Regions from separate parts of the Mus musculus genome. Here regions 2, 3, 4, 5, 6 and 7 are each linked to region 1. A link is a contact called in public HiChIP or PLAC-seq and promoter capture Hi-C data. All regions are on one chromosome and are shown on one strand. Each heading gives the region's core, a stretch centred on a gene start, on an enhancer-like site or on the middle of the called end of the contact. The rest is flanking DNA. Distances are from core to core; before and after follow the strand shown. Region 1 holds the start of Cdc34 (cell division cycle 34). Region 2 holds the start of Gatd3a (glutamine amidotransferase like class 1 domain containing 3A). Region 3 overlaps Trappc10 (trafficking protein particle complex 10). Region 4 holds the start of Trappc10 (trafficking protein particle complex 10). Region 5 holds the start of Map2k2 (mitogen-activated protein kinase kinase 2). Region 6 overlaps Agpat3 (1-acylglycerol-3-phosphate O-acyltransferase 3). Region 7 holds the start of Agpat3 (1-acylglycerol-3-phosphate O-acyltransferase 3).

Region 1 (3,819 bases), core at 609-3,108:
TGTCTCAGCCACCCACACCATACAGGAGGCTCCCACGCTGACAGACTTGATTGACATCTTGCCGAGCATCCTAAGCTATCTCAAGAATTATGTGAGTCTAGGAGACTCTACCCACAATCCCTTTACAGATGAGGAACAGGTCAGGTGACCCTGCTCTGAACAGAACTTGTCCTCCTGGCAGTTCCCACTGCCCCTCCCAGCAAATACAGGAGACAAGGTGCTAAGAGCATCCAGATATTTCTTAATTCAGACCACATCCAGGTGGGAGGCAAGGAAGAAGACACACAAACAAATATCTACCATGGCCCTACACTAGGGACCCTAGATTGGCTGGGATTTGTGCATCCACCCGGTCCTCATCTTGTCCCTTTTGGCCCTAGCATGAGATTCTGTGATTCTGCTAGTTATTCTAGCCCCCAGTAAGCAGGATGATCTAACTGTGCTGATGGGGGTACCTATAGCTGGCCACACATTTCCAGTGTTGGAGGCTTCCCAGTGTTCCCTGCTCCCAACCACAAGAACATCTGGTGCATTGAGCGTGAAGCCACCAGAGGGCAGACGACACTATCTAGAAGGAAAAATCAGGCCCCTAAGAAGCCACCTGTTCAGTGGAACCTGAGAAAGGCTGTCAGGGTGGGGCAAACACAGAGCTCTAGGGTCCAGGGCCCAAAGAAGGAACCCAGGGTGTGGCTCCAAGATTCAGGGTGGACCCCCCACTGCCCCCTTGGAATGCATTACATAAAGCCTGGCTAGGGCTAAAGGTGGCTGTTGTCCAAGCAGGCAAGGCTGCCAAGGCCCTATCAGGGCCTCTACTGGAACTGGAGCAGGTGGCTGTCCAGGCTACACGTCCCTTCTCTGGGGACACATCGGCCAGCGGCTGCCCTGGTTCTGTGTTCCAGCGTAGGGGGCAGGGCCTTGGGATACCAGCTAGCAGCTGCCCGTGGTCCTTTATGTCTTGGGACAACCTAAGAACCTTTCCAGGTTTTACCACATGCTGGTAGGGTGAGGAACAACCTGGGAAAATGCTTGCCAGCAGGGGGCTCCAGAGGCTTCTGTGTCTTGGGGTAGGGGGAACTAACCGGAGGGGGGGGGTTGAGAGGGGGACGGGACAAGAAGGAAAACAACTGTCCCCGGAGAGACCCTTTACCAGAAGCATTATGGAAGGGTGGGGACAACAGGGAAAGATCCTTTCCCAGGTACAAGTTTAGTCCAGTGTAGGACAACCTGGGAACACGCTGACCAGCAGCAGGCTCTAGAGGCCCCTGCGTCTCGTGGTGGGGAGTTGCCTGGGCATGCGGCATACATTAGCAGTCCCTGATCCTGTAGCCTGTTGGAGGACAGCTTAGGGAGACCAGTCCCCGGGGTAAGGTCAGCACGTGCCCAACAAAAAAGGGAGGAGCCGCTTTGCACGAGGAGCCTGGGAGAGAGGCAGGCACAAAGAGGAAACTGAGGCTCTGCTCACCTTGAAGTAGCCGCCCTCATAGTAGGTGTTGGGGGGCCCGAAGATGGCCACCTCCCAGTTGTACAGGTCACCCTCGTCCACCAGCGTCACCCGGAAGCCCTCCACCGGCTCCTCCTGCAGCCCCTTCAGTTCCAGCAGCAGCGCCTTCTGCGAGCTTGGCACCAGCGGCCGGGCCATGGCGGTGGCGGCGGCGGCGACGGAGGGGCCCGGGGCCGGGCCGGGCCGCGGGACCGGCGCGAGCTCGCGAGACGGACCGGGTCGCGCGCCGGCAGGGGGAGAGCCGCCGCCTTCCTCCTCTGCACCGCCGCCGCCGCCGCCACCCGGGGACCCCGAAGGCTCCACTCGCTCTGGCGCCGCTGCCCGCCCGGCGCTCGCTTCGGCCCGGCCCGGCCCGCGCCTAACGCGCCTGCGCGCCGCAGCCGCCGGGCCTCGAATGCGCCTGCGCACCGGCTCCCGACCCCGAATGCGCCTGCGTGCCTCCTTCGGGCCCCGAAAGCGCTTGCGTGCCACACCCGGGCCTAGAGTGCGGCTGCGCGCCGCTGCTGCCGGGCCGGAAATGCACCTGCGCGCCACTGCCGGGTCTAGAATGCGCCTGTGCGACGCCTCCACCGGGTCCGGAATGTGTCTGCGCGCCCGCCCGCGGGGCACACCGGGAAGTGTAGTCGTCGTCCCCCGCCCTGCCGCGCAGGCGCCTTGCGTTTCCGAAGCTCCGGAGGCCGCCGTCGCCTCCGGCCGGAAGAGCTCCGCGGATGCCTGTGTGCGGGGTGGCCGGCAGGGCCGGGCTGCGCGCTGCGGAGTGGCAGCTGCGGCTTTGGGGGCCTTTTTTTGTGACGTTCAGGGGGCGTGGTTGTGGGTGGGGAATTGGGCGTGGCTTGTGCGGGAGCGGAGCAGGATCCGCCCCTGTTTCCCAGCATGAAGCGTTAGATGGCCCCATTTGGTCTCTATGGGCTCAGGTAGAAGCGCAGGGAATCAACGACTTGGGGTTTGCAGACGTGGCTTCCAGGAGGTGGAGTCTGAACCCCTTCAGACTGACCTTTGACCACACCCTAGTCTTGCTTAAATCGACCAGAAAGCAGTGGTGAGGCATAACCCAAAAGTTTACAGGATCCGGAACAGACACGCAAAGACCTTGAGGTTGTTCAGCACAGACACCCATAACTCCTTTCTTGGACATTTGGTCATTAGTATTGGTGGTGGCAGCATATTTAAGCTTTGCAGCAGGGTGTGTGTGTGGTGTACCCGTGACCTTTAGGGGTGGGTGGTTCTGTCCCTAGGCTGTACTGGCCACTCACCCTGACTGTGGGCGTTCTGGAGGACTACAGCTGCATCAACACTTGGGGCTGGGAAAGGGCAGCTCCCACCACAGGTGCTCCGACATCCTGTCATGTCGGGGATAGCAGGTAGACCTGTTTGGGGACAGGGAAACGGTGTCAAAGGTGGGGCTGGTTGATATGACCAGGGAAGAGCCCAGGGTCCAATGCCACTTCATGTGTGGCACTACCTTGGCTGTCCTCCCCCTGGGAGCCCTAGACTCTTGGGCTAGAAGTCTTTCTGGTCACGCTCTTTTCCAAGGACTTCCAGAAGTATCTGCCCCTGTTGTGCATGTCACACTGCCCATCTTACACTGTCACCTAGTTGTCAGCACATAGCAAGTAGCTCAGGTTTTCCTGTGTGTCTGAGATGACCACTCCCACAGCCTGCACTTAGGAAGCCCTTGATGTATAAACGGACAGGGTGCCCCTCCCTTCAGGTGGAACATACTTCTCCCTACTCCCAGGCGAGCCTGCACCTGGGCTTCAAAGATATCGTGAATGCTGGGTATTGAGCATCTGGGAAGGGTGTTGGCCTGGCTTCTGGTGACTGGGGTCATCTACCTTGACATGTTAGGACATGGATGTCATGATCCAAGTCCCCAGTCACAGACCTTGGTCATCTGATGAGGATAATCCAGGTCTCCTCACAGCAAGGGGACATCCAGTCAGAACATTCTGGCTGCTCCCACCCCAAGCTGCAGGGAATGGTTCATGATAAGCCTTAGTCGTGGGCACATCCTAGGAACAGGGCTAGGAGGTCTGGGCAGGGATTGTGGGACCATTTCTTCCCATAAGACTCTGAAAACTATGACATTCTGGAAAACTGAGACCTTCCAGGAGATAGAAGATGCTGAGAAATGTGCTTCCAGTTGAGACAGGTTTTATCATGTACACTTGGATGCTCTGGAACTTGCTGTATAGTCCAGGGTGTATAGTTAAATTCATAGTCCTGTCTGCCTCTGCTCATATGTGCTGAGATTAAAGGCATATGCCACCATAACTGGGCTTGTTTACTTCTGAGAGGGTCTCTTAAGGCTGGCCTTG
Region 2 (3,819 bases), core at 670-3,169, 1.5 Mb after region 1:
TATTTTTAATACGATGCTCTAAGGATGAATTTCGGGTTGGGAAGAGCTTTTTTGTAAATGTGAGGACTTTGCTTCTCAACTTTGAGTTTCCGGTGTTTCTAATGTGTCCTGGGTGAGACATTGTCTTCAAGTAAGCAGGGAGATCGGTGACTGCTCGGGCCTGTGGCCCTGATATCTGTAAGTAGTGAAGAAATGGTGTGTGCTGGGCTGACCCCAGCGGGTGGCTGTGACAGCCCAAGGCTGGCCAGGGAAGCTTGGACTGATCTTTGCCAGTATGTACAGGTTATGTGGGAGAAGGGACATGCCTGAGTGGTGCTTTACCGATACTTCCTGTTCATGGGGTTGACCAGGCCCAGCATGTCACTCGCCAGTGAAGAGACCCACAGGTGCCAACTCATGCTGATAACTATTCACTGGCCTCTGTCCAGGCCACAGGAATGGATCTGTGTGGCACCTGGTGCACTGAGAGCCATTAGCTGTCGCACCCTTGTCATACTCAGGATACACTGATACTATACTGTCTTGGTCACCTGGAACCCGCTCAGGCTTGAACACCGTTATGGGGAGAAGCCAGAGCTTAGCCTGGTGTCGCCAGGTTTCCTGTTCTGCAGAGCATTTCTCTGTGTAGCTTGGGGTAGAAAAGGAAACTGCTTCTTATGTGCCCAGGGACAGCCAGGCCCCTGGCCGCCCAGACAAGGACCCGCTTGTTTTGGTGCCATCTTGGGATCCCCATCTGCAGTACAAATACAGTTTTATGAAGCTTTACTGGTTTTGTCTGTGTGTGGTATGAATGTGGAACTGAGGGCCCAGGGAAGGGCAGGCAAGTAGTGCTGAACCATGCTTCAGCCATCACCATACATCTCATACATCTCATCCAGTTTAATTCTCATACCAGAAACTGGGCTCAGTTTGGAGTATTTTACAAGTCTGCTCCGTGGTAACCATGCCCACTCCACCCCTGTGGACAGCCAGATGCAAATTGCCTGACACTGCTCCACCCCTCCCCCCAACTACTGTCCCCTGAAACTGAATAATCCCTGACTCGCTGTAATGGTGTTGGGCCACCAAACCCACTTCTGTATGCTCCCTGGCTTCTGCATATACTGTGCATCCCAGGCCTAAATGTCTCCTAAATGTGAAAGGGTTCCCATCTTAAGATGGGAACACCCAGCAGCTAATTATCCCTAGGAGTTGAGAGAAGCCAGGTCACCTTTGACAGCCTTCACTGTGGCTAGGGAGAGGCAGTGAAACTCTGGGAGTTATCTGGTCATTACCCCGATGGACACCGGACTGTATGCAACTATAGCAATCACATTGATTCAAAATAGGAAATGGAAGGTACGATGCTCAGCTCAGCTCTTCACTGAATCGTGACTGGCAGAACTGTGGCCTGTGAGGAAGCTGCAGAGGTACCCAGAACACAATGGCAGGAGCAATTTACGATTGCACCGTGAGGGCGCGGGGCTTGCTCTGACCCCGTTATTTAAAATCAGTTTTTAGTCATTGCATAGACTGGAATTGCAATAGGTAGTCAAGGTGGCCTACACCAAGATGAGCGCCCTTCAAACATTAACTAGGCAGACCGGGCCGCTCAACAAGGTCGATCGCAGGAAGGTCCTAACCTGGCATACTTGCTTGCTTGCCCTCTCAAAACCGAGAAGAGGCGTGTCCCAGCTCGGTCGGTCATTGAGCTGGAGAAGTCCAGCCAACCGGTCTCTTAGGTGAGGGGGGGCGTGTCCTGAGATCTGTGGCCCCTCCCTCCCGCTAGTCCTCCAGGGAAAAAGGTGCTGGGTTTCCCGTACGCCGTCGGTCACTGCGCAGGCGCGGCCCCACCCACTGGCCCTCTCCAGAAAGGGGTTGTTACGCGCTCCTCCATTGGCCAGGCGCGACCCCGCCCCACGGCGCACGTTCTCCTGACACCACTGTGGCTGGCTGCCCTTCGTGATGGCTGCCGTCAGGGTTTTGGTGGCGCCAAGGCTGGCTTCTGCGCTCCTACCGCTCTCCAGATACCACCGGGCTCCCTCCCAGCGCGCAGCCCTTCACAGCTCCGCACCGCGGCCCGGGGCCAGGGTGGCGTTGGTGAGTGCAGAGCCAGACTCCCAGGCCGAGTGCCTTCCCTTGCTAGGTCCCCGCAGCCTGGGGTCGACCAGCTGTCCGCCCAAGGTCGGCTCTTGGTGGGGTTCAGCCTCCCCTCCCTCGGTAATTGCGTGTTGGGCCCTCGCCCTCGTCAGTGCCTCTCTTCCTGCAGGTGCTGTCGGGCTGTGGAGTCTATGACGGAACCGAGATCCATGAGGCCTCAGCGTAAGTCCTCAGAGTTTGTAAACACTCTCTTGGTTTAAAAGGCAGAAATGGCCAGAGGGTGACCAAGCGCAGTGGGTTCACATCGTGATAAGTCCAAAGCCAAAGTTAGCACAGCCAAGACACAAAAGATGCCACCCGGACCCTGGGTGAAGGCAGAATGCCTGGCAGCAAGCTGGGGTCTTGAACATACCCAAAATGCAACACCTGCGGAGTCAACAACCCTCGCTGCTCATCAGTCAGTAAAAGGATGCCTTGCCTACTTATTCTGGTTCTACCCTTACCTTGCAGAAGTCTGTAAGCGGCAGGAGCCGTGCCTTCGTAAAAGCAACTAGGTGTCCTATAAACTAGGAATTCCCCAGCACTTGGTGCCAGTCCATCTGTAAAATCGTCATGCTGTGAGGCCGGAGGACACATTTGGAAGTGATGTCTTTGTGGATTTTCTTCATATAGGATCCTGGTGCACCTGAGCCGAGGCGGGGCTGAGGTCCAGATCTTTGCTCCCGATGTCCCTCAGATGCACGTGATTGACCACACCAAGGGGGAGCCTTCTGAGAGGGAAAGCAGGTATGGGTAGGGAAAGGACCTTACAAGAGCCCTGTTCCCATGAGCAGCTCCTGTACTGTAGCCTTCCTGATTATGTGATCAAGTGTCTGTCCCTCAAAGCAACTGTCATCCGGCTGTTCTGGAAATACATGGCCATGGGCCAAATGTTTCTGACCTCCCCGTGACCGTTACAGGGGTAGCAGTAGCCTTTGGGTGTGAGGTGGTCATGCTCTGCTCTGGCTAGTCCCTGTGTGGTACTGTGTTCCCTTTATCTTGTTGCTTTGTTTTTGGCAGGGAGGGGTTGTTTGTTTTGTTTTGTTTTCCCAAAGTTTCTCTATGTAGAGAGACTGTCCTGGAACACACTCTGTAGACCAGGCTGGCTTTGAACTCTGATCCTCCTGCCTCTGCCTACTGAGTGCTGGGATAAGAGGCATACTCCACCACTGCCTCGGGTTTTTGTTTTTGTTGTTTGTTTGAGACAGAGTCTGTTTGGCCCTCACAGGCCTGGAACTCACTATATACAGACCAGGGTGGCCTTGGATTCCTAGAGATTCTCTTGTCTTTGCCTCCAAAGTGTTGGTGGGATCAAAAGCAGTTGACTCTATGCCCAGCACAACTACATTTTTTTATTTTAAAGATTTATTTATTTGTTATATATAAGTATGCTGTAGCTATCTTTAGACACACCAGAAGAGGGCATCAGACCCCATTATAGATTGTTGTGAGCCACCATGTGGTTGCTGGGATTTGAACTCAGGACCTTTGGAAGAGCAGCCAGTGCTCTTAACCACTGAGCCATCTCTCCAGCCCACAACATTTCTTATCTGAGGCTTGGTTGCAGGGTAGGGGCTGAGACTGAAAAGGTAAGAGAGAGGAACTGCAATTTAACTACCAAGGCTGTCTTTAGGGAGTTCCTCTTCTGTCTAGAACCCTGGCCCCTGAATCTAACCCCTCCCTCCTGTTGTACAACTGTAT
Region 3 (3,819 bases), core at 361-2,860, 1.5 Mb after region 1:
GGACAGAGAGAGAGAGAGAGATTGATTAGTGGATGACTAGATGAACACATGGGTAGAAGAGAAGATGGGTTGATGGATGAATGAAGACAGATGGCTGGAGTGGTGGCTGACTTGTTAGGAGCACTTGCAGAGGACCTGGGTTTGGTTTAACCACCAGCATGGCAGCTCACAGCTGTCTGTAACACTTCCTCCAAGGGGAAACTGACACCTTCTTCTCTGGACTCCTTAAGCGAAACACACACATGCATAAGTAAGGGTTAGGTGCATGTAAGGGCTGTCTAGCTGATAGTACTGTACAGACGATGATTTCAGGATTTGAGGATGGTGCTACAGTTTTATGAGGTGTTAATGTGGCAGGAAGCTGACTAAGAGCTCAGTACAAATCACTGTTTTCTTGGCAACATCTCTGTAAGTCTAAAAGTAATTCAGATTAAAAGTAAGAAAGCAATGTGGAGTGAATGAGGAAAGAACCCAACAAATGCCATGCCGTGCGTGGCATGGCTGAGGGTGTTGTTCTCATTACAGGAGCCTACACTGTTGCGTGCTGCTGCCTGGGCAAGTCTCCTGGCAGTCTAATCTCAGACAGACCGTGAAGAGAGGTTACCAAGGCCATGGAGGGGATGGTCAGGCTGTGTAGTAGCCCAGATCTGTAGCTTCAGGGATGGAAAGGTTATGGGTGTTACTTGTGCAAATGTGAGGGTGTAGACTGACACAGACGACCTGGGCGTGTAATCCGCGTGTTAGAGACTGGTGGCGGGGAAAGATGGTAAGTCTGAAGCCAGCTTGGGCTGCATTGTGAGAGCCTATCCTGAAAGGAAGAACAAATACTACAGTTGAAAAAGATTAATTTATTGCAGTGTTCAGCATGCAGAGCACTTGATTTAAAAGGGGACGGGGGAGGTCAGGAGCATCTATCAGTGTCTGTGAGACACTGTCTGCCAGTGTTCTCAGGCAGCAGAACACACGCTGGAGAGGTCCTGGGCTTCGAAGGGTAAGCCAGCTGCTCCCTGTAGCGTCTATCTGGGTTATGGGCATCACCTGAACTCACTTCCTAGTTACTGTGCCAGGAGCGTGCTGCGTTTGCAGACAGGAGTATGAGTTTGTCCTCTTACAGAAACCCTGCCCAGGGAATTTATTATCCACATAAAGAGCCAGATGAGGAACCCAGACTTCTGCTCAGCCTAGCTACAACTGGGAGAGATGATGAGGCTGGAGACTGTGTTCCTGATCCTTCAGCGTGTGCAGACATGTCTGGTGCTCCAGCCTGTAGGAACACTGACTGTAGCCACATGGAGTGAACCTGAGTGTGCAGCGTTACACACACGTTTGTCTGCATGGGTGTGGATTTACAAATGTTTGTCCTCTTGGCATTTGCTTTCCTGTACAATGATAGAAATCAGAAAAAAAAAATTTCCACAGGCATCTCTGTTATTTCACATTGTGTTGCACACATAAGTGCTAGCTGATGTCATACATGACTCTCATGAGCTTACTGTACGCTGGTCAGAGTGGAGAAGGAAGGTATCAACAGCCAGTGTCAGTAGAGCTAGGGCCTCCAGCAGACGCCTCACTGAACATGGGGCACAGACAGCCTGGGGGAGGCCAAAGAGTAAGCTATGTGGAGATTAGGAGTGAACATTCTAGCTAAAGAGACTAGGCAGCCGTGTGCCTGGGAAAGCAAGAGGTTGGCCCTGAGGTACCACTGGGACAGTCACCCCTGTGACCAGCTGTGTCCAGTGCTGCTCGAAAGCTAGGCCTGGTCTTGTTTTTCCTTCTCCTTTCTGTTCTCCGTCCTCCTATGTGAGCGAGTCCTGACGTGGTGTTGTGGAGGCTTGGTGATCACTGGTTCTGCCTCTTACACAGAACCGTCTGCCCTCCGTTGCTGATGTGGCTCTAGGAGCTGACTGGTGTCTTTTGGTGGCAGGAGGAGCTTGCGTTTGTCTTTGAGATGCTGCAGCAGTTTGAGGACGCCCTGGTACAGTACGACGAGCTGGATGCCCTCTTCTCACAGTACGTGGTCAACTTCGGAGCTGGGGGTGAGTCCGTGTTTCAGCCACCATGCTGTTGCTCAGCGGTCTCCCTCTTCATTTCAGCCAGTCTGTTTGTTCTACAATTTGTTGTTGTCATTTGTTGTTGTTTTTGCAAATTATCAGGGTCTTCGAATTCCTATTGGAAATAAAGTGAGAGATAATTAAGAATTAGTCACTGTCATTTTAGAAGATTTCTCAAGTAGTGAAAACATTTACAAAGCTCCTTTGGGGTTGTATAGTTCCTGAGAGTAGAAGTCCTTCCCCTCTGCAGGCCTCAGGATTCCTTCTGTGAGTTCATTTCCTGTGCCCTTGATCGTTCAAGCACTTAAATGGTATTTTAAAATTCTTTTAAAATTGTCAAACTCGCACAATGAAAACACACACAAAATAAACAGTTGAAAGCTGGAGGATGTGTCAGTGGGTAAAGTGTCGGCACTAGGCCAGTGTGCTTATTTGGTTAAGCCCAAGACCCAGCTCTGAATCCCCACAGCTCTGCTCAGGGCAAGGCAGGGCAGGGCAGGGCAAGGCAGGGCAGGGCAGGGCAAGGCAGCGCAGGGCAGGGGAGTGCTTGCTTATCACCCTTTGGCAGAGGCTCACTGGTCAGCCATCTTACCTAGTCGGGAAGCTCTGGGTTCAGTGAGAGACTCTACCCTAATAAAATAAGAGAGCAGTTGAAGAAGATACCCAGTGTTGATCTCTGGTCTCCACATGTGCATGCACATGTGTGTACACACTCTACACATAGACACAACAATAAAAGAATTGCTAGTCACATGTCCATGTGCACATATGTGTGCACACACAAACAGGTACACATAGACATAACAATAAAAGAATTGCTGGTCATCCTGTTTTCATTGTTTATTTAGATAGAAACACTATGATATTGTTGAGATTCTTAGAAAAAAAATTTAAGTTATGTGTGTGAAGGAAGGCTTTAGATTCCCTGGAGCTGGAGTTGCAGGCAGTTGTGAGCTAACCTGATGTGGGTGCTGGGAACTGAACTCAGGTCTTCTGCAAAAGCAGCAAGAGCTCTTAACTGCCGAGCCACCTCCAGTCCCCGACTGAGGTGTGTTTCTCTTCCTCTCTTGTTGGCACTGTCATGGGTCCTCTCTGGGCTCCCTCCGGAGATCCTTGCAGATGTCCCTGGTGCTAGACTGTGGGCTGTTTTCTCTTTGCCCACCCAATCCCTGGGCTGAGCTAGACATGTTTTTAAGAGCCTGTCACTATGTCTGAAGGAAGCAGCAATGTCCGTGGAACTGTATGTAGCACTGCTGAGGACCTGGAGAACAATGAGTTACTAGGACAGTTGGCATTCCTGGGCCTGCCCTAGTTCTGAGATGGGTCTCGCTCACTGGCCTGTACTCCAGGGCAACCCTTAGGTAATAGTTTGGATGTCTGACTCTGCCAATAACCAGATACCAATCTATAACCAAAGTAAAACATTTGTTAAACTATTGGAATTAGAAAGGCCTACTGTTTCTCACATTTCTTTCCTTTTAAAGATCTGTTTGCTTTATGGTGTTCTGCTTGCATGGATGTCTGTGGGGGTATCAGATCCCCAGGAACTAGAGTTACAGACAGGGGTGAGCTGCTATGTGGGTGCTGGGAATTGAGCCTGGGTTAAACTGGAAGAGCAGCCAGTGCTTTTAACTGCTGTGCCATCTTCCAGCCTCTCTCACATTTATTTTTATGTTACATATCCATATAATCCATATAATAGACACATTTTTCTTGACTATAAAAATCTTAAATTTCACACAATTTCTCCCCCCCCCTTGGTTTAAAA
Region 4 (3,819 bases), core at 669-3,168, 1.4 Mb after region 1:
ATGGCAGCATCTAGACAGGCATGGTGCAGGAGGAGCTGAGAGTTTTACATCTTCATCTGAATGCTGCTAGTGGAAGACTGACTTCCAGGTAGATAGGGTGAAGGCCCACACCCACAGTAACAGGCCTACTTCAACAAGGTCACATGTGCTAATAGTGCCACCCCTTGTTCCTGGCCCAAGTGTATAGAAACCATCACAACTAGCTTTCCCACCTCCAAAGCTAAGAATGGTATTTGAGGCCAACAGGAGAGAGTCCACCTTCTAGCTATAACAGCCTCTCTGACGTACTCACCAATGTATTTTAAATTGTCTTGATTTATGACTTTTTATGTTCTGCAACTATAAAGCTTCAAGTGCTTCCATGTGGGATCACGAAACCTGGGGTTACCCACTCAGGAGGCCTCAGAGGATTCCTCAAAATCCTTGTCCCCTGGGTGGCGGGCACTCAAATTTGGCTCCGAAGCACACCATCTCTTATTCCATTTGAGGTGAGAGCTTCGTTCTTTGTGCTGACATCTCACAAACGCTTAGCTGGATGGGGTGAAAAACCTTTGGCACGTCCACGGAGGCTTTGGACCCCTATTCTTGCTTTGCTGTGCTCTCTCTAGGCCAGTGGTTCTGAACCTTTCTAATGCTGTGACCCTCCTAAATAAAAAATAAATATTAAGTAAATAAAAATAAAATATTAAATAATGAATAAAAATTAAATAAATAAACTAAAAATTAAATAAATAAAAATAAAAATATTAGAGAAAAATATTAAATAAACAAAATAAATATATTAAAGAAGTAAAAATAAAATTATTACATAAATAAAAATAGTTTGTTACTACTTCATAAACTGTAATTTTGCTACTGTTATGGGTCATAATGTAAATATTTTTTTTGGAGCTAGAGGTTTGCCAAAAGGCTCGGGACCCACAGGTTGAGAACCCCTGTGCCTGGCAGTCTCCACCTGCTTCAACTGCCCTAATCAGTTGCCTGAAAGCCCAAACCAACATGCTCCCCAACAGTCAAGTCATGCTCAGACATTCCATTTGCACACTGAATCCCATTTGCAAAAGCTCCCATAGACCTGCTTTACTTGCGCCGAGTTCAGTTCAAAGCAATATTTGATTTTGCGACATTCACAATACCTAGCGGCTTCAAAGCAGTACCAGCTATAGGTGACCAGTACTGATGAAGGTGGGACATAGGGAGCATTCTGGGAGCCAAGGGAAAGAGTGCTGAAGGCTGACGCAGGTGGAAACGACCTATGTGGTGGTTCATACGAGTAAAACCACCTAATCAACCAATCAAACAAAAACCTCACAAAACCAGAAAGGACAGTGGGAAGCTGGCGTGCCAGCGGGTGCACATGGAGTTGTACGGGGTGGGTGGAACACTTTCGATCTTGCCTCGCTTTGAGTCAGCACACTTGGCAAGTCCGTGTTAACAGGCAAGCAGAGACTCAGCTTGGCACTGCACAGTTGAGCTCGCCCAGATGTAAAAACCGACCCAAGGCATCCTGCAGAAGCCGGAAAGGAGGAAGCTCCCTCGGAGATAACGGGAATTCCGCCAGACGTGACGTGGGGGCACACAGGGTAGAAGCGAGGATGAGGGTAAGGGAGCATCTGCAGGTGCGAAGCCGAGGAGAATCCAGTTTAGACAGGTCTGATGAGACCAAGCAAGGGTCACCAAGCTTGGGCATTGAGAAGGTGGGGTCAAGGAGCTCAGGCACGTGCGCCGCCCTCTGTCCTCTGCAGCTGCCTGAGAACCGAGGCAGAGGCGGCTCCCGCTATTGACAGCTACAGCGGCCCCGCCCTGCACCGCCGGGCGGCCCGGCACGCGGCCTTTTTCGTAGGAGGGCATTCGGCGGCGAGGCCCGCCCCTTTAAGTCGCGCGCCCCGGAAGTGGTCACGCGGCGGCGCCGGGGCCGGAAGTGGACGCGGCCGGCGGCGGCGGGCGGCCGGCTAGGAGCTGCCGGGGGCCGGCGGCGAGGAGGCGCGGGCTCAGCGGGCCCCGCGCTGCCTCGGGTGCCCATGGCGGGCGGGGGGCCGGGCCGGTGACGCCGGACGCCCATGGACGCCCCTGAGGAGCCACAGCCACCGGTGGTCTACACCATGGAGAACAAGCCCATCGTCACCTGTAAGTGCGGCGGGGCGGGCGGGCGGGGGGCGCGGCCGGGCTTGGCAGCTCCCATCTACGCGGACACAGCCGACCTCCGACCTTTCCGCGGGTGACCTCCGACCCGCTGTGCAGCCGACGCCAAGCTTTGGGTCCTGACCTGGGCGGTCTCCGGAGCAGCTCGTTCTGTACTGTCAGTGCTGCTAGGGATCGGGCCGGCCTTCCCCGTGGGTCGGCTCTCCTGCGCGCTGACCGCAGTCCGGTGGGCAGGCCCAGCTCTCCGCAGAGCGCAGGTGCTCTTCCTCTAGTGACTGTCAAGCCGGAGTGGCAGGTGGCCGGCCAGGCTTAGGAAGGAACCCAGCTCTGTCTGGTCCAATCATCCTGTGCTTATAGGCACTTTCCAGAGCTGCTCCACCAGCGAGTTCCCGCTCGGACATCCCCTTCCGCACTTGTTCCTTCTCCCACTGAATGCACACACACACACACACACACACACACACACACTCACACACAAAGATTGGTTTCTCTGCTACAGAAAAAGAAAACCCTCATTTTAAAGCATAATTTCAGAACGGAGTAGTTTTGCAAACTATGGACTCATGGGAAGTGTGGACGGGTTGGTTAACATTTTGACAGCTTTGCGGTGCTGTCTCTCAAAGGACAGGTGTGATACGTGGCTGTTGGCAGTTCAGTATGTGCTTGACCTTATGAATTTACTTTTTTCTAAACAGGAAGCATATTTGCAAAACCTGGTGCTAGGCCCCAGGGTTCCCAAGGTCTCCAGCACACCCTGCTCTGTTTTCTCCTTTGGGCCCTTGGATACATGGGCTCCTCCCAGTTCCTTCCTGTAACCGCATAGACATTTCATATTTAAAGACTTACATCTCTTTATTGCTAGATTAACTTTCTCAGGGATATGGATGTGTCTCCCATAAAGTTGGGAGACTTGCATAGTTCAGCAGTTAGTTGTGTGTGTTTTGTTTTTTTTTTTTTTTCTTCCCAGAATGCTTGGCAACTGAGAGGCTTGCCAAACCTCACCTGCAGGCAGGTGGACCGATGTGGCAGAGCTGGTCTGGAGGCTGCCCCGCCCTGCCCGGGTGCTCCTTGATCCCCTCAGGGAAGTTGCACCCTGTTCATGGTTGGATTCAATGTGTTCCAGGTCCTGAGAACTTTCCCCCAGTACTGTGCACAGTAGGAATTCTGGATGAGTACTTAGAACCCACAGGGACACCCACTTACTTGACTGCATCTCCCGACCCTTAGCTTTGAACATTGGCATCTTCATTGCCATAGACATTTTATCAGCATCCTGCTGAAGGTAAAGTTGCAAGCTCAGCGGCATCGGCTGTGGCTAAGGAGAAAGGGTTAATTACTCTGGTAGCTAGTACTTGGAAATGTGTGCTATTTAATGTCTTACCTTCCTGTGTGCAGGACAGCTGCAGGGTGCCTTCCTGTAGGCCTGTTGGAGTTTGGGTGTTGGTGGGGGATTCCCATGGCTTTGGGGTAGCATCATAAGAAAGTGTGCTGATGGTGTCCCCAAGTTGGAGGGCACAGCTCTTCACTGGAATTTCAGAAAACAAAGTCGTTTTAGAGAAATGTAAAAGCAATCTCTTTAAAATAAAAGGCTTTTTTTTTTTTGACACTCAGGAAATCTGACTTAGTATACACTCAGTGGCATTTTTATGTTTCTGGGGCTGCAGCTTTGGCAAGCAC
Region 5 (3,819 bases), core at 782-3,281, 1.4 Mb before region 1:
CCTGCTAGCATGAGAATGCACCAGTCGCCCTTACAGGACCCCAGGCTGTACTGTATGTAGCCCTTGAAGCACTCAGCACCTTCTGGCTGCCCCTTTATCTTGTCCTTAGCTGCTGGGAAGCACCTAAGCCCTCCCATGTCTCCCAGTGGGTGTTTTAAGCCATTAGCTTTGGCTAGCAGGATTCAACCTCCAAGACCTAGCACCCCCTTCTCTGACATTTTTCATCATGGGCTTCAGTCTCTTAGGCACTTCACCCAACGCCTCAGGTCCCCCTCATGCCATTACTATAAGTTCCACACTGGAAAGCCTTCTCCCCATTCTTTCCTGGAACACCACACCCCAGGCCATCTTTATGCACTCTGGGGTCCTCAACAGCTGCCTTCAGACTGAGGCACTTCCATCATGCTGATATGCCCACAAAGGGGTGTCTCACCGAGTCTTTCCTGACAGAGGCCTCCCTGGTCTGGTATCACTCAAGGATTCTTAGGCTGTCCTCACCTGGGACACCCCTCTTTTCCCTTCAGGAAGACCAGCCTTCCCCTTCTCCTCCCAAAAAAACCTTATCCCTAACCTTATTTGATCAATCGTCCTTACTTGACCCTTTTTCAGGAAGGCTTTGTACCCAACTGCATCGCTCATCCCACCCCATCATAGTGAGTCTGTTACCCCCACACCCATCTCCAAGGGCACTGTCCACTTTCCACTAGGTCACCATGTACTCCCCAAGCCAGGCTCTCCCCTGCACCTCCCCTTGCTTCTTCCAACAGGTTCCTTCCCTCTGCCCCTGCAAGGCCAGCCTTGCCTCCTCAGACAAGTCATGCCTTCAACTGCTCCACTCACCTGGTACCCAGTCTTAAGCGCTAGGCTAGGCTACCCCGCACGGCCTCTGTTCCTCTAACCATACCACACCTCACACACACACACCCGGAAAGCCTCACTGCTCCCCTGATTCTCCTGGCCACCTTCAGGACGTCTTCTTTCTTGGGTCTCCAATTGCCCTGCCTCTCTTCAGGCCCCTCTCCTTACTCCAAGTCATACCTCTCTCTAGCTCCCCTTTCTTGGTCCCAACACCTGCAGGACCTGCCCCCCTCTTGTACCCACGCCGCCCCCTTTGCCCCCTGTTTCCCCTTCAACAGCAGAGATTTTCCCAAAGCCATTCTCTCAGATCCCTGCACCTTGTCCCCATCCCTACCCTGCCTCAGGCACTGCTACTCTCCAGACCAACTTTTCTAAAGCCAAGTTCCGGCCGAGGCCCCGCCCCTCTACGCTCACAGGACTCAGGGCTCTCCCCTTGGGCCACGCCCCTCTCCCATCTGGCCAACCTGATAAGACCACCAGCCTCACTGCTCTGGCCCCGACCCCAACCAGGCTTTTGTTCTAGTCCTCAAAGGCCACGGCCCTCTAAGCTCACAGGCCACTCACCTTAGACCACGCCCCTTTCCCCGGGCCAAGCTGACACACCACGTGACTCACCCAACTGGCCCTGCCTCCACCCCCCCCCCCACAACCCCCTCCATGCCCGGACCCCCAACCAGGCTTTGTTCCAGCCCTCGAACTCCACGCCCCTCTCACCTCCATCCACACCATTCTCAGGACCAGCCCCTGTCCTCCCGGGCGCTGCTATCCCTTCAGACCACACCCCCACTTGTGGTCACGCCCCCTTCACGCCGAGGCCCGCCCCTGTCCTCACACGCCCCGCCTACTCACTCAGAGGCGCCCTCGCTGGTGGGGGACGGGCCCTCGGCGATGGTAGGGTTGATAGTGAGTGCCGGTAACACCGGCTTCCTCCGGGCCAGCATCGGGGCTCCACGGCCAGCGGCGACGCCTCAGCCGGGGCCCATAGGGGGCGGCGCGACGCGGGCCCGGGGCTGCGGCCTAGGCCGGGCAGAAGGTGGAAGGCGGACGAGCCCGGAGCGCCGGGGCGAGCAGACCGACGCCGAGGCCGAGTGAAGCTGACGCTGCAGCGCAGCCGGGAGGTCGGGGAACAGGGGGCGGCCACAAGCTCGCAGGCCGAGCTCTCGCGAGATCTTTTTCTGCGAGGTCCCGCCCTCAACCGAGGCGCATGCGCGAGGTGGCTCCCCGGCCTACTGTAGAAGGGCAGAGGCGGACGCTGTGTTTAATGTTTGCGGCGGTGCAGTCGTCTGTCTGTACGATCAGCTTCCCGGGGTCGGCTGCGTGTGCGTCTCAAACGCGGGTGGGGTTACACACGGCAGGACCGCGAGGAGACAGACCTGCCAGCATCAGTCGACTCAGACTTGTTTAGTTTCATATATTTTCCTAGATTTGGCCGCTGGGACCGTAGGCCTGAGCTACCTTACCTGCTTCCTGCTTTGCTGCGGCCCCGTGTCCTATAGGCGAGAGCGCTACCCACTGAGCCCTACTTCCTGCTGTTTGTTTTGTTGCTTGTTTGTTTTTGTTTTTATTTTGAGACAGAGCCTCAGTACCCCACCCACACTGTTCTCGAAGTTACTGTGTTGTCCAGGCTTCACCTCCACTCCCTGCAATCCTCCAGTCCCAACCCCTAGTGTTTTACTGTTCTGCAACAATCCCATAGCCCTACAGACCTTTCTCACGGCCCTTCATTGAAGCTCGGGTATGGGTAATACATAAATTCCCTTGGTCCCCATCCCTGACGGTCACCATTTCAGTGTGTGAATCCGAACACTTCTTGTGGTTAGGGTCACTTATGTCTGGCTTGTTTTTCCTTTGCCCTCAAGGTCCATCCACAATGGTTTGGATGGCAGGGCTCTCGTCCTTTTCCTGGCCAAATAGCATTCCATTGTGTAGACATACCACTCAGGGCTGGTTCTTTGTCCAGGGTCACACTCTTGGAATTCAGAGTGTACAGATACATAGTAAAACCCCTGCTCTGGGCTCTTGAGCAGGCACATGGAAATCAGACTTGCAGGGTCTTGCTCTGCAGCCCACGGTGGCCATGAAGTTTGTTCTGAGTGACAGCATCTCACAAGGAAGTTCTCCGCGTTTTTTTACCTCTCAGATGGTAAAGATGAAACCCACCAGGGAGGCAAGCAGGCTTTCACCTGGCTACAGCCTTTATTCAGTTCAATGACTTTGAGAATGTATTTTTTTGTTACAATTTTGTGAGAACAAACCATTTTATTTTTTTAAGGTTTATTTACTTATTTATGTATGAGTACACTGTAGCTGTCTTCAAACACACACTAGAAGAGGTCATCTGATCTCATTACAGATGGTTGCGAGCCACCATGTGGTTGCTGGGAATTAAACTCAACACCTCTGGAAGAGCAGTCCTTGGTTGTTTTCTGAGACAGAAAAGAGTCTCATTTTCTGTCTCAGAAAACAACCAAGGACTGGGGTGTAGCCCAACAAGGGACCACTTTCTGCGGCTGGTAGTGGAACCCAGGTGAGTGTTCTGCCCAGTGGAGCCTGCCCCGCTCAGTTACTGTTTTATAAGTCTGTGGATTGTTCCCAGGCCAGCTGCTAAGGAGAAGCTGGGGAGAGACCTGGTTTACATCTGCCTTCATGCATCATTGCAGACAGAAGTCCGGGCCTCAAAACACCATAAATGTCACCACAGCGGTTTCCCAATCGAAAATCCTTGTCCACCAGCTGCACATGGAGCAGATCTAGGCAGGGGCCTTCCCTCTCTTTCTACTCTGTAGAAAGGATTGAACTCAGGGCCTCAGGCTTGGGTGCAAGCTCCTCTGCCCGCTGACCCTCTTGCCGATCCCAGTTGTCCGTTCATTTGTCAGGAGTATCCTGCCCTGCTCACTGGATGCTTGCACTTCAGATATGTCTGGGGTCTCGAGCTCTGCCTTGTTTTCCAGCAGTCCCCGG
Region 6 (3,819 bases), core at 740-3,239, 1.4 Mb after region 1:
AGACAGAGAGGAGAGAGAAGGGGGAGGAGAGAGAGAGCGAGAAGGTGCTTCGCTGTCCAGGGGGCAGCTTTCTCCTTCCTCCTTGTTTGGGCCAGGGTTCAGGCTGACTGACACACCTGGGAGTCTCCTGTCCCCACTTCCCATCTCCCAGAAGGGACACTGGGATTACAGCCTCAAGCCACCACATGGGCCTCATAAAACAAGCACTTTGCTCACTGATCCACCTCCCAGCTCTAACTTATCTTGTATAGCCTCTCCCTGACAAGCTTAGAGACTTGTCTTTTTGGTGATTCCATATCCTACCAGTCAATATTAACCATCACAGCTGCTGACCAAGCATTTGATTGACAGGGCCCTCGGAGTCTGCAGCCACCTCCTCATGCTGTTGCTGTGTCCTTCACTCTACAGAAGTCTCTCAGTTTGATGCAGTCTTTTTTCTGCCTTTGCTTTTCCCATGTGATCTGTTGAGTCTTGGTCTATTTCCTCCACAGAGAAGGTTTGGGCGCAGGGATGGTGTCCTTTGTCATCTTCAGCCTATGCTGGGTGCTGTTCTTTTAGCATCCTTCCCAGTGTCTTTACAATCCAGCCCTGAATAGAGAGAAGGGCGGGGCCAGGTCCCCATGGTCCCCGGGGTAACAGAGAAGCACAACCTCAGGAGGTGAGCTGGAGGGCCCACATGTGGAGCACCCTACCACAGGCCTGCAGTGGAGGCGGCACCCGCTGGGTGGGTGCTGGCACTGACTGTGGGGAGGGCCGACACCCATGCATGTTTAAACATGTCACTTTGGCTGCACCATGGGGCACACACAGGTCAGGGAGCTGAGAGTAGAAGAGGCCGTGTGCTGGCTCTCCACCAGAATAGATGAACATGCTAGAATACCACAGCCAAGCTTTGGCCACACATAGGAGTTCCCCACTGTGAGGGCCATCCAAAGGCAGGCCAGCCACATAGTAAGGGAGACTGAGACAGAGGACTGGGGGGCAGTGTCCTAGAATCCCTGCAAGTTCCCAGAGCAGCACATACCACCAAAAACAGCTTAGCAAGTCATGGCTGTACAGGCAGCAAAGAGGATACTGTGGACAGGAGATTGGCCTACTCCGTTCATTTATTTGTTTATTTATAACATGTATTTAGTTTTCGTAGCCATGGTGCAAATGTGGAGGTCAGAGGATGGCTCTGACCTTGCGGGTTTGGGGACTTGAACTCCTGTTGTCAGGCTTGGTGGCAAGTGCTGTAACCTGCCCACTGCTGGTCCTGCCCAATTGAAAAAGCTTTAGTCTTGTTGGGTGTGGTGGTGCACACATTTTAATCCCAGCACAGAGGCAGGCAGAGCTCTGTGAGTTGGAGGACAGCCTGGTCCACATGCTTAGTTCCAGGACAGCCAGGTCTATGTTTAAGGGGTTCCATTTCATCAGGTTCCTCAGAACCTGATGTAGAAATATGTTGCAAGAAATGCCTCCAGTGGAATCAGGGGCTTCATCAAAACCTTGTTGAAGTCTTGATATGAGCAGCATCTAACTTCTACCTCAAGGAAAATGGGCTGATCCTCAGCAGTCCGTGGGTTGCCTGGGTGACACCCCCAGTGCCTCCTCCAATGGTCATCTTCAAGCTTCTTTTGGGTTAAATGCTCTGCTCACATACTGTCTGCACTACCACTGTGTCCGCTTTAAGATGAGAGTGTTCCTCCCCCAAACCTAAGGACAGTGAGTGCTCCTTCCTCTATAGGAGGAGCTATCTATAGGTGACTCTCATCTTTTGAGAGTCAAGAGGCCCATTGGCCAGAACAGAAGAGTGCAGCTTCAGCTGGAAAAGTAGAATATGCCCTGGGGGCCACTGTATGGGCTCTCTTCGAGCTTAGTCATGGCTCTTGTTGCAGGCCTGGCCCCTTGTTGCTGACCTTTGCCCTGCTTTGGCCATCCCACAATAATGTGGACGTGGGAGTATCCTTCTGCACCCTGCCACTGGGGAATGGCTGGTTCTGGGAAGCCCTGTTGCACTCTGGGAATCTTATAAACTACTTTGAAGATCAGTTTTAGTAAATGTCTTAGACCAGTCCTGGTTTCCCAAGAGCTGGGCTTCCCTGCTCCATGGGTGATGCCACACTCAGGCAGGAAGCGTGAGGACAATGTTGCACATGCAGCCAGTCTCATCTGCCTTGATCTGGTGCAAGAGCACCCCTCCTGAGGCTGTTCAAACTTGCCAGGCTGGAGAAGGCATGAGGTCCTCCCCATGAGGGCCACCCTTGCTGCTGCCAGATGGGAAAGCCCGGCTCCACCTGCCCACCCCTACCCAGTGGTCAGGCTCCTGACACGACTGAGTGAACCATTCCTTCATGTCAGTGAGCCTGTCTCACCAAGGAGGGGTTCCTCAACACTGCTCTTGGGAAGGAAGTTCCTGAAGCAAGGAGAAGGAATCCTGAATTTTTAAATACTCTTTTTTTTTCTTCAGATATCAACTCCAGTTCTATAAATAAAATCATGAGGGCTGCAAGTAAGGGGAATGTACCCAGTATTAAACTTCCAGGTGGCTGATTGCTCTTATCATCATGTCTTTCCTGTTAACAACAGGGCTCTGGGTCCCCAAAAGAAAAGACACTAGTGAGAGCCTGGCCAAGCTGAGTCCACTATCCTCACATGGGTGGAGCTACTGAGGCTCATCTGTGTGAGGGATGGGCCCTTGTGTGATGGTCTGGCTCCAGGGTTGCTTTGCCTCACTAGCTCAGCATCTTTCAGTGCAGCATTTACACTCCTTCCTTCTGGATTCTGGAACCACAGAGCACGGGGCATTAAGCCTCTGAGGGTTCCATACAATGTGCCCAGGCTGTGGAATGACTCTTCTTACACTGCATCAGACTCAGGAACCCAAAGGACAGTGTCTTAGGCATGGAATTGGGGACTCTGGGACTTGGCCAGCCTCCTGTTTGAACCTAGAGTCTCTGGCCACTAGGTAAGGAACCTATGGTTCTCTTTGGTCCCAGTCCTGGGGCCATCCATGGACAGAGCCCAGTGACCTGCGTCATGTCATTATAGCTCCTAGAAAAGCTGCTTATTGGATTAGTGTATGTCCCACAGCAGATCTGCAGTGGTGCTCAGACAACAGGCTGCCCTGTGACCTGCTTCAGCGTGTCCTCTGTCACTAGGTAGTCTGGGAAGGCACTGCCCAGCATAATTCTCGGGATAGTCTACCTCCCTTTTTCCAGTAGTCTCAGTGCCTGCCTGATGTGGGCAATCAGGCCCAGTCACATCTGCTCTCCTTGAGCCTGCTCCCTAATCTGCCAGAGACCTGTACTCAGAGCCAGGCTCCTCCTCATCCCCTCTCAGACGCTCACCAGACGGAGGATAGCCATGTTGGCCAGCTCTTCAACCTGCCTCTTCTCTGGGGTCTGCGTCGCCCTGCTGGCCGTGGCCTTGGCCTATTACTTCTACTGGTAAGGGAGGCCTGGTACAGGCTGTGTGCGTTTGGGGATTGCAGCATGAGTGATACATGTGTGTGCTGGGGCGGGCTGTAGGCTGGGAGGGTGTGGATATGGGTTGTGTGGGTGCAGGCAATGTTGGGACCCGTGGTGCTGCCACTCTGGGTGCGGGTGGTTCAGAGCATACAGTGTAGGTGTGAGCATTGTGGGTGCGGGAGGTACAGTGGGGCTCTGAGTGGCTACTTCTGCCTCTAACTAAGGATCTGCTCTATCCCTTGGTTCCTACCCTGAGACCATAAGAGCCAAGTAAAGGGGCAGAGGGACAGGGACTAGCTCATCTGATCTCCCAGTTCCTAAATCATGTTGGAGGTTGATCATTGGTGTTCCCTGTGTCCCCTGGGGGCAC
Region 7 (3,819 bases), core at 737-3,236, 1.3 Mb after region 1:
GTCACAGCAGCTTATGTAGTTGAAGAGAGCTGGGGATTTATTACTCAGTAAATTGTGACATTATGGGAAGGCACATACTTTCCTGTCTGTTACTGCCCTAGAACAGGAGATCCTGCCCAGAACAGAAGCTTTTACAGGTAGGCAGCTCGCCCTGTGGTATATGGCCTAAGTCGTTTTCAAGTGAACTTGGAAAATAGGGCTTGGATCCCAAGGCCTGAGCAGGCAAGAGGCCACACAGGTTTCAAGTGGTGTGCAGATGGCCTGGTCCTGATGCAGCATCTGAGCCTGCACAGTCCTTCTTGGCCTGTTTTAGGATCAGTCCCTTGCCTGGTGAGGGAAGGAGACTCAGGTGGCTGTTGGTCCTCAGATCCGATGACTCACTATGGACGGAACAGGCTTCTTAGAGAAGAGGGTCCTGACCTTCTTCTGACCCAAGGCTGACCCTAGGAAGACCCTGGACTAGGTTAATTGAGGTTTCCTCCTGGATTGGTTGTGGATACAATGTTGCTAGTCAGTTGCCAACTATAAATAAATCAAAGGGTACAGCACGTGGGAGTGAAAAGCGATCCTGGTGCCTTACCAGGCACTGGGGACAATCCTACAGGATTCCAGGATGGGATCCTTACTTGGGGGCAGGATGGGGTGTGTGTTGGGAGTGGGGTCCAGGAGGATAAGGGAAATGGGGTCTAATTAATTGGCGGGGAACCCCCAAATTTCCAGGCGTCCCCAGGAGGACTCAGAAGGAAGGGGAGTCTAACCTGAGCCATCAAAACATCCTGGGTCTCAAGGGGACCTCCGGGACTGGGAAGGGGTCTAGGCTGAGGCTCAGAATGATTTCAGGAGGCTGAACGGAGGCAAATCCAGGCTGGGCCTAGGAATATTCCAGTTCTTGGGGGAGGCAACCCAGGAGGACTCCAGGGAACCATCGGGGGTCCAAGTACGGCCCAGGAACACCCCGAAGAACTTCAGGGGGACAAGGGGATCCAGGCTGGGCCCAGGAACACCGCAGTACCCCAGAAGGACTTCAGTGGGCTAAAAGAGGGGATTCAAGCTGGGCCCAGGAACACCCCAGTGGGACTCCGGAGGACCGCAGGCAGCTGAAAGGGAGTCGGACTGGGTCTAGGAACATCCCGCTGGCCAGGGAGGGTGGAGGCTGCTCCCGCGGGGCGCGCCTCGCGTCCCCTCCCCCGCTTGCTGTCCGTTGGCCGAGGCGGTCGCCGCTGCGCCGCGGGCCGCGACTCCTCCCCCGCGCGTCGGTCCGCGCGTGTCCCCGCGTCCCCGCGCCTGGCGTCCCGCGCCGGCGGAACTGTGGGATCGCCGCGCACAGGAAGTGGCGGCGGCGCCGAGGCGGAGGGCGGCGATGGGGGCCCGGGGCGGCGGGCGCCGCACTCGCTGAGGCCCCGACGCAGGGCCGGGCCGGGCCCAGGCCGCGCGCGCCCGACGCGAGAACCGCGACCAGCAGGTGGAGTGCAGGTGAGCCGCGCCGAGCCCGGCCGAGCCGCCGGAGGTCGTCCCCCGCCCGCGGTCGCCGGGCCCCGCCGCAGTGGCCGGCTGCGCTCCGCGGGGCGCGCGGCCTGGAGAGCGCGGCGCCTGGAGGCTCCGGGTCCCGCCCGGCCCCTGTGCGGCCTGCCCGGCCCGCCGGTGCTGTGCGGGGTGCGCGGCGGCCTGGGGATGCGGGCGATCGGGTAGAGATGGGGATGCGGGGCCCGACGAGAGGGCCTGGGCGGCCTTGGGGCCCCTCTCCGGGGGGAACCTTGCTCGGCTCCCGGCTCCTCGCTCTGGGGGAGCCCCCCATGCCTGATTTCGGGGCCCTGTGGGCTAGTTTCACTTTTTTGCTTGCTCAACGCGGAGGGAGGGCTGCAGGTGGGACGCCCTGGAGGAAGGTGCGAGGGCTCGGTTGTTGTTGTTTTTTTTTTTTCTTGACTTTGGCGTTTGAGACCAAAGGCCGACTGTGAATTTCCACGTTTCACTCAGGCGCTGGGGTCATTCAGTAACCAGAGCCTCTGGAGGAAAACACCTGTCCACGGTGGGCCTGGAGCCCCGGAGCAGTTGACCCCAGGTACCTACGACAGGAGGATTGTGAACACTTAAGCTGGGTGGAAAATATATTCAGGTTTCCTTTTTAACTTCGAGAGAAGTTTAGGGGCACAGGGAAATGATTTTAGAAATGGCCTTTCAAACCTAACTTTTTAAAGCAGTGTGGAAAGTCTTCTCTAAGAGAATACTTAAGAGACTGGGTTCTTCTTCCTGGGAAACGAGAAGGCTACTTGGATTTGAGACAGATTGGAATGACTCGTCCAGAGCCAAGATCTTGGATTCTGGGATTGGACACAGGGTGCCGGTTGGGGGTGCTGGGTTGGTGGCTGTTGGAACTGAGTGGAAGCAGCTCTTTCTGCTTCGATGACATTGGGAAATGGACTGTGCCCCTTTCAAAGGGGTCTCTGTGCACTTTGATCACTCCCTTACTGTCCCTTCCCCTTATTAGGTAAGCAGGACTCCTTCCAACTTTAGGATTTAGCCTATAAGATTGATTCCTAGTATCACACTCTGTGCTTTGTAATTACGTTGTTTCCAAAGGCAGTTACATGCAATGGCTTTGCCAGCCTCTCTTTGGTCTTGGTGGCATGTGCTCCTCAGCATGGCTATGTTCAGCAGGTGGATGTCAGCTGGATGTCTGACCTAACTCAGTCTGGACCTACTGGAGGCCTTGTGTGTGGCCCCCACCTGCTCTTATCTGTACAGCAGCAGGGCAGAAGGTCTAGGTCTTAGAAGTTGCCTGTGGAATTGGTGGGAAGTGGGTTAAATACAGTGTCTCCTAGGGAAGGAAGATGGGAGGGATGCTGGAAATGAAGGGAGGTCTCTGTCTCACCCTAAGCTGCTCCCAGATAACAGGCCCAGCACCTGGGAAGGACAGTGCCTGTGTGTTCTAGGGGACTGGGGAAACTGAACAGAAAGTAACTGATCTACTTCAGAAGTTACAAAAGGAGCATCTACTGCAGTAGAGGAGTTGTTTACTTCTTTTCTGGGGCATATAGCTGCGACTCTGTGCTAACAGACTCTGAAACACACTGGGGTCTGAGGAGCAAGGCTAGCCACTTGTCCTGGATTATGTCACAAATCTCCACAGCCAGAATTTAAATGAAGAGCAAAGGGACTCTGATTTCCTCCAGCCCAGTCAGGGTAGTAAAAATCTGTATACATCTGTCTCTGGCCCACTTGGAGGCAGGTAGGGCATAGTAAGATCTTTGTATAGTATGGGATGAGCAAAGATGGAAGTTTATTGTTGTTTCAGGAGTTAGAATGGCATCGTTAATCCAAGCTCACTCCTAACAAGTTGGTGCTGGTTAACTGGTCCAGCCTCTCAGAGGATGGAGCTGGTACCAACTGTGTGTGTTCCCTTCTCCGACGGCTTTGCAGTGTCACTGCTTTTTCAGATCCAGTGCTGGACCCTTGGCATCCCCTACTCTCTCTCTTGCCAGAGCAATGGCTGCTTTCCCTGCATTCCTTGTGTGTACCCCACACTACTTTCCCTTCTCTCAAACGCTGACAGACTCTGAACCACATTTTGGCCTTTGCATACCTCTGTGATGTTTCCCATCTCATTCTGTGGGTGGCGAGGTTTGAACAGCTTGTCTCTGGGTGTGACCGGCCACATTAGGCCAGCGGCATCTTGCTGACTCGTCTGACATGAGCCCCGTAGCTGCTTAGTCTTCTCATTAAGAAGTTTCTGCTGCTCTAGGGCTGGGCTGAGTTCTGTCAAACATTTACTTAGGGACTCGGACTCCATGGGGGTTTGTCCTCATCCATTAACCGAAGAGC

Evidence for each region. Promoter capture Hi-C pulls out the DNA fragments that hold promoters and counts their contacts. HiChIP or PLAC-seq counts read pairs in DNA pulled down with a chosen protein or histone mark.
Region 2: an H3K4me3 HiChIP or PLAC-seq map of stem cell-derived neural progenitor cells shows a contact between it and region 1, with 7 times the contacts expected there. The contact joins the promoter of Gatd3a here to the promoter of Cdc34 in region 1. A contact is called at or near these places in 2 of 39 promoter capture datasets (cranial neural crest and hippocampal neurons), 3 of 484 Hi-C or Micro-C datasets (CD4 T cells and embryonic stem cells), 2 of 115 datasets of contacts at active chromatin or transcription factors (embryonic stem cells and stem cell-derived neural progenitor cells) and 1 of 9 other capture datasets (embryonic stem cells).
Region 3: an H3K4me3 HiChIP or PLAC-seq map of fetal liver shows a contact between it and region 1, with 4 times the contacts expected there. The contact joins the enhancer-like site here to the promoter of Cdc34 in region 1. A contact is called at or near these places in 4 of 39 promoter capture datasets (embryonic stem cells, hematopoietic stem and progenitor cells, hippocampal neurons and 1 more) and 2 of 115 datasets of contacts at active chromatin or transcription factors (fetal liver and large pre-B cells).
Region 4: a promoter capture Hi-C map of liver shows a contact between it and region 1, with 5 times the contacts expected there. The contact joins the promoter of Trappc10 here to the promoter of Cdc34 in region 1. A contact is called at or near these places in 6 of 39 promoter capture datasets (the HPC-7 cell line, hippocampal neurons, liver and 2 more), 3 of 115 datasets of contacts at active chromatin or transcription factors (embryonic stem cells and stem cell-derived neural progenitor cells) and 1 of 9 other capture datasets (liver).
Region 5: a contact with region 1 is called in a promoter capture Hi-C map of erythroid cells, with 5 times the contacts expected there. The contact joins the promoter of Map2k2 here to the promoter of Cdc34 in region 1. A contact is called at or near these places in 2 of 39 promoter capture datasets (erythroid cells and pre-B cells).
Region 6: a promoter capture Hi-C map of liver shows a contact between it and region 1, with 2.9 times the contacts expected there. The contact joins the enhancer-like site here to the promoter of Cdc34 in region 1. A contact is called at or near these places in 3 of 39 promoter capture datasets (hippocampal neurons, liver and pre-B cells), 3 of 115 datasets of contacts at active chromatin or transcription factors (acute myeloid leukemia, large pre-B cells and stem cell-derived neural progenitor cells) and 2 of 9 other capture datasets (embryonic stem cells and pancreatic islet).
Region 7: an H3K4me3 HiChIP or PLAC-seq map of stem cell-derived neural progenitor cells shows a contact between it and region 1, with 3 times the contacts expected there. The contact joins the promoter of Agpat3 here to the promoter of Cdc34 in region 1. A contact is called at or near these places in 6 of 39 promoter capture datasets (cranial neural crest, hippocampal neurons, liver and 2 more) and 5 of 115 datasets of contacts at active chromatin or transcription factors (embryonic forebrain, embryonic hindbrain, embryonic stem cells and 1 more).

The regions. Positions count from the first base shown.
Region 1 is chr10:79,680,234-79,684,052 of GRCm38.p6, reverse strand. It overlaps Cdc34 (cell division cycle 34), which reads right to left and starts at 1,858. Exons shown (of 5, transcript NM_177613.2): 1 at 1,463-1,858. The coding sequence starts at 1,639.
Region 2 is chr10:78,167,855-78,171,673 of GRCm38.p6, reverse strand. It overlaps Gatd3a (glutamine amidotransferase like class 1 domain containing 3A), which reads left to right and starts at 1,919. Exons shown (of 7, transcript NM_138601.3): 1 at 1,919-2,079; 2 at 2,249-2,301; 3 at 2,752-2,865. The coding sequence starts at 1,945. Pwp2 (PWP2 periodic tryptophan protein homolog (yeast)) reads left to right here. Exons shown (of 21, transcript NM_029546.2): 21 at 1-764.
Region 3 is chr10:78,215,367-78,219,185 of GRCm38.p6, reverse strand. It overlaps Trappc10 (trafficking protein particle complex 10), which reads left to right. Exons shown (of 23, transcript NM_001081055.2): 6 at 1,925-2,036. Among named protein-coding and RNA genes, the nearest start is that of Trappc10, 27 kb to the left of the region's middle. Within about 2 kb of position 1,610, at least 29 of the 459 cell types and tissues checked have an H3K27ac peak or open chromatin away from gene starts, as enhancers often do. A contact at or near this core is called in fetal liver, where this site is marked.
Region 4 is chr10:78,242,744-78,246,562 of GRCm38.p6, reverse strand. Trappc10 (trafficking protein particle complex 10) reads left to right here and starts at 1,918. Exons shown (of 23, transcript NM_001081055.2): 1 at 1,918-2,127. The coding sequence starts at 2,061.
Region 5 is chr10:81,104,127-81,107,945 of GRCm38.p6, reverse strand. Map2k2 (mitogen-activated protein kinase kinase 2) reads right to left here and starts at 2,031. Exons shown (of 11, transcript NM_001347144.1): 1 at 1,708-2,031. The coding sequence starts at 1,799. It overlaps Mir5615-1 (microRNA 5615-1), which reads left to right and starts at 3,273; the gene lies at 3,273-3,332. It overlaps Mir5615-2 (microRNA 5615-2), which reads right to left and starts at 3,330; the gene lies at 3,271-3,330.
Region 6 is chr10:78,306,886-78,310,704 of GRCm38.p6, reverse strand. The region is part of intron 2 of Agpat3 (1-acylglycerol-3-phosphate O-acyltransferase 3); the gene reads left to right. Among named protein-coding and RNA genes, the nearest start is that of Mir7659, 31 kb to the left of the region's middle. Within about 2 kb of position 1,989, at least 26 of the 459 cell types and tissues checked have an H3K27ac peak or open chromatin away from gene starts, as enhancers often do. A contact at or near this core is called in liver, where this site is marked.
Region 7 is chr10:78,349,867-78,353,685 of GRCm38.p6, reverse strand. Agpat3 (1-acylglycerol-3-phosphate O-acyltransferase 3) reads left to right here and starts at 1,986. Exons shown (of 10, transcript NM_053014.3): 1 at 1,986-2,059. Gm40709 (a long non-coding RNA gene) reads right to left here and starts at 1,203. Exons shown (of 3, transcript XR_871856.3): 1 at 759-1,203; 2 at 79-522.